Regions from separate parts of the Sus scrofa genome. Here region 2 is linked to region 1. A link is a contact called in public Hi-C data. All regions are on one chromosome and are shown on one strand. Each heading gives the region's core, a stretch centred on a gene start, on an enhancer-like site or on the middle of the called end of the contact. The rest is flanking DNA. Distances are from core to core; before and after follow the strand shown. Region 1 overlaps BCL9L (B-cell CLL/lymphoma 9-like protein). Region 2 holds the start of UPK2 (uroplakin 2).

The links. Hi-C and Micro-C count contacts between places; a contact is called where the count stands out from the background.
Region 2: a contact with region 1 is called in a Hi-C map of fetal skeletal muscle, with 2.4 times the contacts expected there. The contact joins the promoter of UPK2 here to the enhancer-like site in region 1. A contact is called at or near these places in 1 of 5 promoter capture datasets (liver), 26 of 47 Hi-C or Micro-C datasets (adipose tissue, alveolar macrophages, blood and 15 more) and 2 of 2 datasets of contacts at active chromatin or transcription factors (alveolar macrophages and skeletal muscle).

Annotation. Positions count from the first base shown.
Region 1 is chr9:46,158,440-46,161,380 of Sscrofa11.1, reverse strand. All of the region lies in intron 4 of BCL9L (B-cell CLL/lymphoma 9-like protein), which reads left to right. Among named protein-coding and RNA genes, the nearest start is that of BCL9L, 15 kb to the left of the region's middle. Within about 2 kb of position 1,385, at least 57 of the 83 cell types and tissues checked have an H3K27ac peak or open chromatin away from gene starts, as enhancers often do. A contact at or near this core is called in adipose tissue, alveolar macrophages, epiblast stem cells and 6 more, where this site is marked.
Region 2 is chr9:46,199,150-46,202,090 of Sscrofa11.1, reverse strand. UPK2 (uroplakin 2) reads right to left here and starts at 1,579. Exons shown (of 5, transcript NM_214012.1): 1 at 1,474-1,579; 2 at 866-997; 3 at 537-675; 4 at 210-280. The coding sequence starts at 1,549.

The sequences.
Region 1 (2,941 bases), core at 136-2,635:
CGGAGGAGCCCTGGCCTGACTGGGGACCCTGGAGAGGACAAATTTTCTAACAGCCCCTTCCCAAATTATTAGAGGTCCCAATATTTGAAGCTGCAAATACTGGTCCCTTGCTCCACCCCAACCCCTCGGTGGCTGGGTCCAGTGGCTGATGTGTGGGAAGCCCACCTGTCTGGCGTGGGCTTAGATGAGCAGTCAGGGCTTTGCGGGGAGGACACTGCAGTGTAGGGGAAACACCGGGGGACCATGGTCTTGGTGCTGCCACGTAATGGTCACGTGACGCAGGAGCATATCACTTCCTTTTCCCAGATCTCAGTTTCCTCATTGTGAAATGGGGACAATAATACTCTCTGGTAGGTGGTTGGTAGTTTTAAGGATCAGCAAGGTGGTGAAGTGGAAGCCTGGGACCCAGGTCAATGTTGGCCTGCCGCCACACCCAGGCTCTGTCTCTCCCCTGTGCTAATGCAGGAGATGGGGTCTGGGAGCAGGCTGCTTCCCAGCCAGGTGCTGGACTTTGGAACCTTCCCTTGAGGAGCCTCCCTTCCCAGAGACAGAGCGGGAGCCGGGGAAGGTCCACGTGCCGCGGAGTTAAGTTAGGGCTAGACTCCCACAGGGTCCCTGGTGTGTTTCCCTCCTTCCCGGTTCCCAGGTCCCCCAGGTCCCGGCCTAGCCTCCAGCTGCCCAGGAGGGAACGTGCACCGGTGTCTGGCTGGGCCTGTCCCTGGACAGGAGCTCCTGGTCCAAGACTCCTCCCCTCCCCCGCCCCTTACTGGTATCTGTGGGGACAGGGCAGGGGGCAGCAGGGTGAGGCTTCTGTGTTTCAGTGAGTCTGTTGGTGTATCTAAGTGTGTGTGTGTGTATTTCTCTGAGAGTACCAGGCTCAACTTTCTATGGCTGCCTCGTGGCCTGGCCTCAGTCTTTTCATCTGTACAGTGAGTCGAGGCGCTCCCTCTCTACCCTCTGGCCGCCTCTGGAAACGTGCCGCAGGCTGTTTCTGTGCTCCTGCTAGGGCCGGCGCCTCCCTCGCCCTCCCGCACACCTCCGCGGCCCGGCGGGAGCGCGCCTCTAGTTTCCTGGGCTCCGTGCGTGTCTTTGTCTCCCCGTCCACGTGCGAGCTGCGAGGGTGTGTGAGTCAGAGTTCGGGTGCTGGTGGGTCCCGGAGCCCCTGCCCGACGGCGCCCAGCGCCGAGCCCAACCTCGGCCCCGCCGCGGCGCGCGCCGGGCCCCTCGCCGCACTTGGCCGTGGGTCTGTCCGGGCGGCGCGTGCGGGGCCGAGAGAGACACGCTGCAGCCCTGCCCGTCTCCCGCTCCCCGGCTCGCTGGCTCTCTTGCTCGCTCGCTCGCTCTGCCTCTCCGCTCGGGCTCTGCCGAAGGGGGCGGGGTGGGGTGCTGGGGCGGGGGGAGGGGAGGCTTCTGCATTCTTGCGGTCGGGGAGGAATCTGAGCCAGCGTTACTGGTCTCCAGAAGAGCCCAGCTGCAGCCCCGGGGCCCCGCCAGGCCTCTCGCTGCCCGCCTGGGCCTGCTGGGATGGGCACGGGCTAGGCCTCGAGCTGGGGGCGGGGCATCGCCCCACCCCCACCCCCAGCCCCCTCCCAGCCCGGGCGCCCTGGGGCTGGGCGCCGCGGGGGGCGGGGCGCCAGGGGTTCCTCCCACTGCCCCTGGGTGAGGGGCGCACCTGGGAGCGGGAGTACCCCCCCCGGGGGGGGGAGCGCTGACAGACCTTACGGCCGACCCACGCGGGCACCTTTGCAACCCTGTCCTTGTGGTGAATTCTGCCCCTGTGGCCGGGGCGGGGTGGGGGGGCCTTGCTAGACACCTCAAGCTCTGGGAGGATAAGGTTCGGGAGGGATGGGGACAGGACCGGCCGCTAGGATCGTGACCCCGACCTGTAGTCCTTCCTTGCCATTCCCACCCTACCCTATCCAGTTCCCTAGTCCCAGGGCGGTTGCGTCCTCCCGTCTCCCCTCCCTTTCTCACACCCCCTCCCCAAGTCACAAGTTTTCTCTTTGGGGCTTGTTGCTGCAGTCCCTGATCCAGTACCGAGTACCTGGCTGGGCCCTGGGCACGCACAGGGGCCGTAGCCCCACTGTGTGTGGGAGCCATGAGGATCCTGGCTAACAAGACAAGGTGTGTGGGTGTCGTGGAGGGCGGGATGTGTGTGTGGAGTGAGGGGAAGGGAAGGGCCCAGTGACGATGGAGCTGAACTGTGCAGACTTGGAGAGCGAGCCCCCCCCCCCCCGCCCCCGCCCGGGCACCTGGCTTCCAGGTCGCTGGTGGGATAGAGGAGGGTCAGAATGGGAAGGCCTGCCGCGAGGCGGGAGCCCACAGCTTTAGTGCCCGGGGACAGAGGGGAATGGCAACCAGCTAAGCCTGCTGTTCTAGTCCCTTTCTACCCTTTCCTCTTAAAAAGGGTTTGAGTAGACCCCCGCCCACCCCACTGTCGGGTCCAATGGCGCCCTCTGGCCTCAGTCTAGCTGGGGGTGGGAGCCGGAGGGAGGGGCGGCGCCTGCCTCCCTCCCCTTCCCCAGGAGAAGCCGGCAGACTGGGCCAGGCGGCAGCAGCAGGACAGCAGAGCTGAAATAAATCTGAGCTGGTGTGGAATGAGGGGGGATAAATATCCTCTCCCGTGATGTGATCTTTCCAGCGGCTATTAATAGGTCTCCGGGGAGGGGGAGGCGGTGGGGGGAGCGGGCTAGAGCTTAAAGGGCCCGCAGCCTAGGCTGCAGGAATCCTTGGTTTCAGCCTGCTCCGCACACCAGTCCCCTCCCCCCTTCCTCCTGCTCCTGCCTGTCCGCCAGGCCTGCCGGTGGACCCTCTTCAGGCAATCCCCTCCTGCTCTGGGGAGCGGTCTGGACCAGTGGGTACCACTCTGTGGTGTACTTTTTCCCACTTCCCCAAGGGGGATGGGGCTGGGGCATGAGCAGTGACCCTCAGGTCCTGTGCC
Region 2 (2,941 bases), core at 330-2,829, 41 kb before region 1:
GTCAGGCATGGAGGATACAGAAATTAATCGGACACAATCGCTACCCACAAAGTTTAATGGTGCAGGCAGATGAGTCAACAGCCACTTAAGATGCCAGGGGTTTGGTGTGAGAATAGAGGTACACAAAGGTGCTAGGGGAGCACGGGGAGGGGCAGCTGCGGGGGTGGGAGGGCCCAGGGGAGGCTCTGGGGTCCTGAGATGTTACTTACGAGGAAGCGTGGACATTGGGATCTCTCTACTGGACTCCGTGGATGCCCCCTTTGTCACTAGGTAGGAGATGCTTTGTGGTGAGGTTTGGGAGAGAGAGAAGAGAATCCTCAGTGAGTCTGTGGGACAGAGGGTAAGAGGGAGCCCCGGCTTCCTCCTCCACAGTTGTGCCTCCTGGGGTGCCCAAGAGAGGCCCATTCTTGAACCCTTTAGCTGCCCTCGCTCTCCCCCCATGCTGACCACATCCCACCACCACCACAAAAGTCAGGCCCAGCTTCTCCTCCTGTCACCCCTCCCCTAGGTTCCCCAGGTCTGGATCTGGTACTTACTAGTATTTGGTTCCTGGCACAAGGTTGGTCACCTGGTATGCACTGAGCCGGGTGACTGTGAAGCCAGACCCACTGTCCACTACACTCACCAGCTCCCTGCGTCCACGGCATGGAGGCACCATGAAGCTAGATTTCACCACTAGGAATCAGGGATGGGTGGGAGGAGGGGGGGAGCAAAAGGCAAGGTCAAGTTTCTGGAGGCAGAGAGACCAGCAGTATTTAGTATGGACGGTCCAAGAAGGGGGTGGATAGAGAAGGAAGGGGATGCTGGGAGTGTCCCGGGAAGGGATCTCTGGGGACTAGGGAATGCCTGGGAGGGGGTAGCAGACCTTTGCTGTCGTTGGCTCTCCGGACCATCAGTGTGGCGTTACCCCCTGTGAGGTGACAGGGGGGCAAGGCAACTAGCAGGCTCTCAGTTAACGCAGGGGACAGCAGACCAGAGAGGCTTGAGATGTTGAAGTTGGCTGGAGGGACAGGAGGGAGTTCAGGGGAGAATCCATCCCCCTCTCGCCCTCAGATCTACCCCTCTCTGCCCGCCCATGCCCTGGAGGGGGACCTTTGTAAGGCTGAAGCCTCTATTCCACTCTGCAGTCCATTAGCAGAACCCAAGTCTTTGCCCTTCTGACCACCAGGTGGCAGGCTTGGGCTGCAGAAGCTGGGTGCTCCACCAAGATGCCAGACCCTGGGTGCCAGGAGGGGGCAGGGCCCAACCCCACCCCTATCCAAAGCTTTGGATCCTTCCCCACACCTCCCTGCCCCATGGGTCGGGAAGGGGACCAAGAGTGTGCCCTGGGCCCAGTGACTGATGCCTGGTCACTGCCCTCATCAGTCCCCGACCACCAACTGACTAGTCGGCCAGCTTTGAGAGCCCTGAGGCAGAGTGCCTCCCCTCCAGACCCCCGAGCCCCTCCCCACCCTGGCAAGAGATGGTGGAGACCTGAAGCCCCAGGAGCCAGGACAGCCAGCAGAATCAGGATCAAGGGCAAGGTCCGGACAGGCAATGGGGATGCCATAGCTGGGCTGGTGCTGGGCTGGGTGCTGGCAAGCTGTGGTTTCCTGAGGCAAGTGAGGCCCTGTCCTGGGGCTCTGGTTTTGTCCTGGGGGTAGGAGGGGCCAGAGGGGAATCCTGTTCAACCTGCCCCTTGGGCCCTACAGCCTCAGGGGAGGCCCCCAGACAGGTTTTTCAGGATGGGGAGCTGGCCCTCAGGCCAGAAGGCAGGAGACCTTGGCTGGGTCTTGGTGGCTCAGGCAGCTGCAGAGGGGCAGGGTGACTAAAGCGGGGGGTGGAAAACCCCCTTCTTCCGGGACACCCACATGTAAGGGCTCGTGTGTTCCTGCTTACAAGTGTATCTGGGGCCCAACCCCTAGACGACCCCTTCTCCCACGTGGTAGTGGGTGTTCCCAGGAGGGAAGCAGGTTCTGAGGTTGCACTGGTGTACAGAGAGAGGAGAGTAACCCCAGGGGGCCTGGACTGGGCAGGAATGGGAGAGAAACTGGTAGTAGGGGGTGGGGGCAGCAGAGCCGGGGGAGCCAGTTCTTGGTGTCTCCTGAAGGCCAGGTCCTGCACTCTGGGAGATGCAGAGGGGTGTGAGTCCCAGGGGCCACAGGGCTTCCCATCCTCCTGGAGAGTGGAGCCAATTGATGCTGGGCAGGATTCCAGAGAGACCCAAGGGGTGGGCACTGGCCCAGTCTGGGGGGCTGGGGGGTGGGCACGATCAGCCTTGGTCAGCAACCTTTGTTGAACTGTTTGAGACTAAAGAAGAGAAAGAGGAGTTATCATCATGGCTCAGCGGTTAACGAACCCAACTAGCATCCATGAGGACGTGGGCTCGATCCCTGGCCTTGCTCAGTGGGTTAAGGATCTGGTGTTGCCGTGAGCTGTGGTGTAGGTTGCAGACGTGGCTCAGATCCCACATTGCTGTGGCTGTGGCGTAGGCCCGGGGCTACAGCTCCCATTGGACCCCTACCTGGGAACTTCCGTATGCCATAGGCACGGCCCTAAAAATACAACAGACAGGAAAAAAAAAAAAAAAAAAAAGAATAAAGACGAGAAAGAAACCCACTGGGAGAAAATGAAAAAGAGACACAATTTCTCTGATGGCACAGAGGCTTTGCCTGCTCCACCCTCACAGCCATTCTGGGTGGCAGATAGCATTGGCCACCTTTTGTGGATGTGGAAACTGAGACTCAGAGAGGTAGAGCCACTTGTGGTGAGTGGACTACTTGGTCAGGAGAGGTCGTAGACCTCCACAGAGGGGGTCCTCTTTGTCCTTCTCCAGTCCCAGAGGAGGGCCAGGGTCCTGGTAGGGAAGTGAGGGGCTGGTGGGCTTGTGTCCTTTCCCCCATGGTGGGAAGGGTAGGCTCAAAGCCTGGGGTATGAGCACGAGGTGACAATAAAGGTAGAA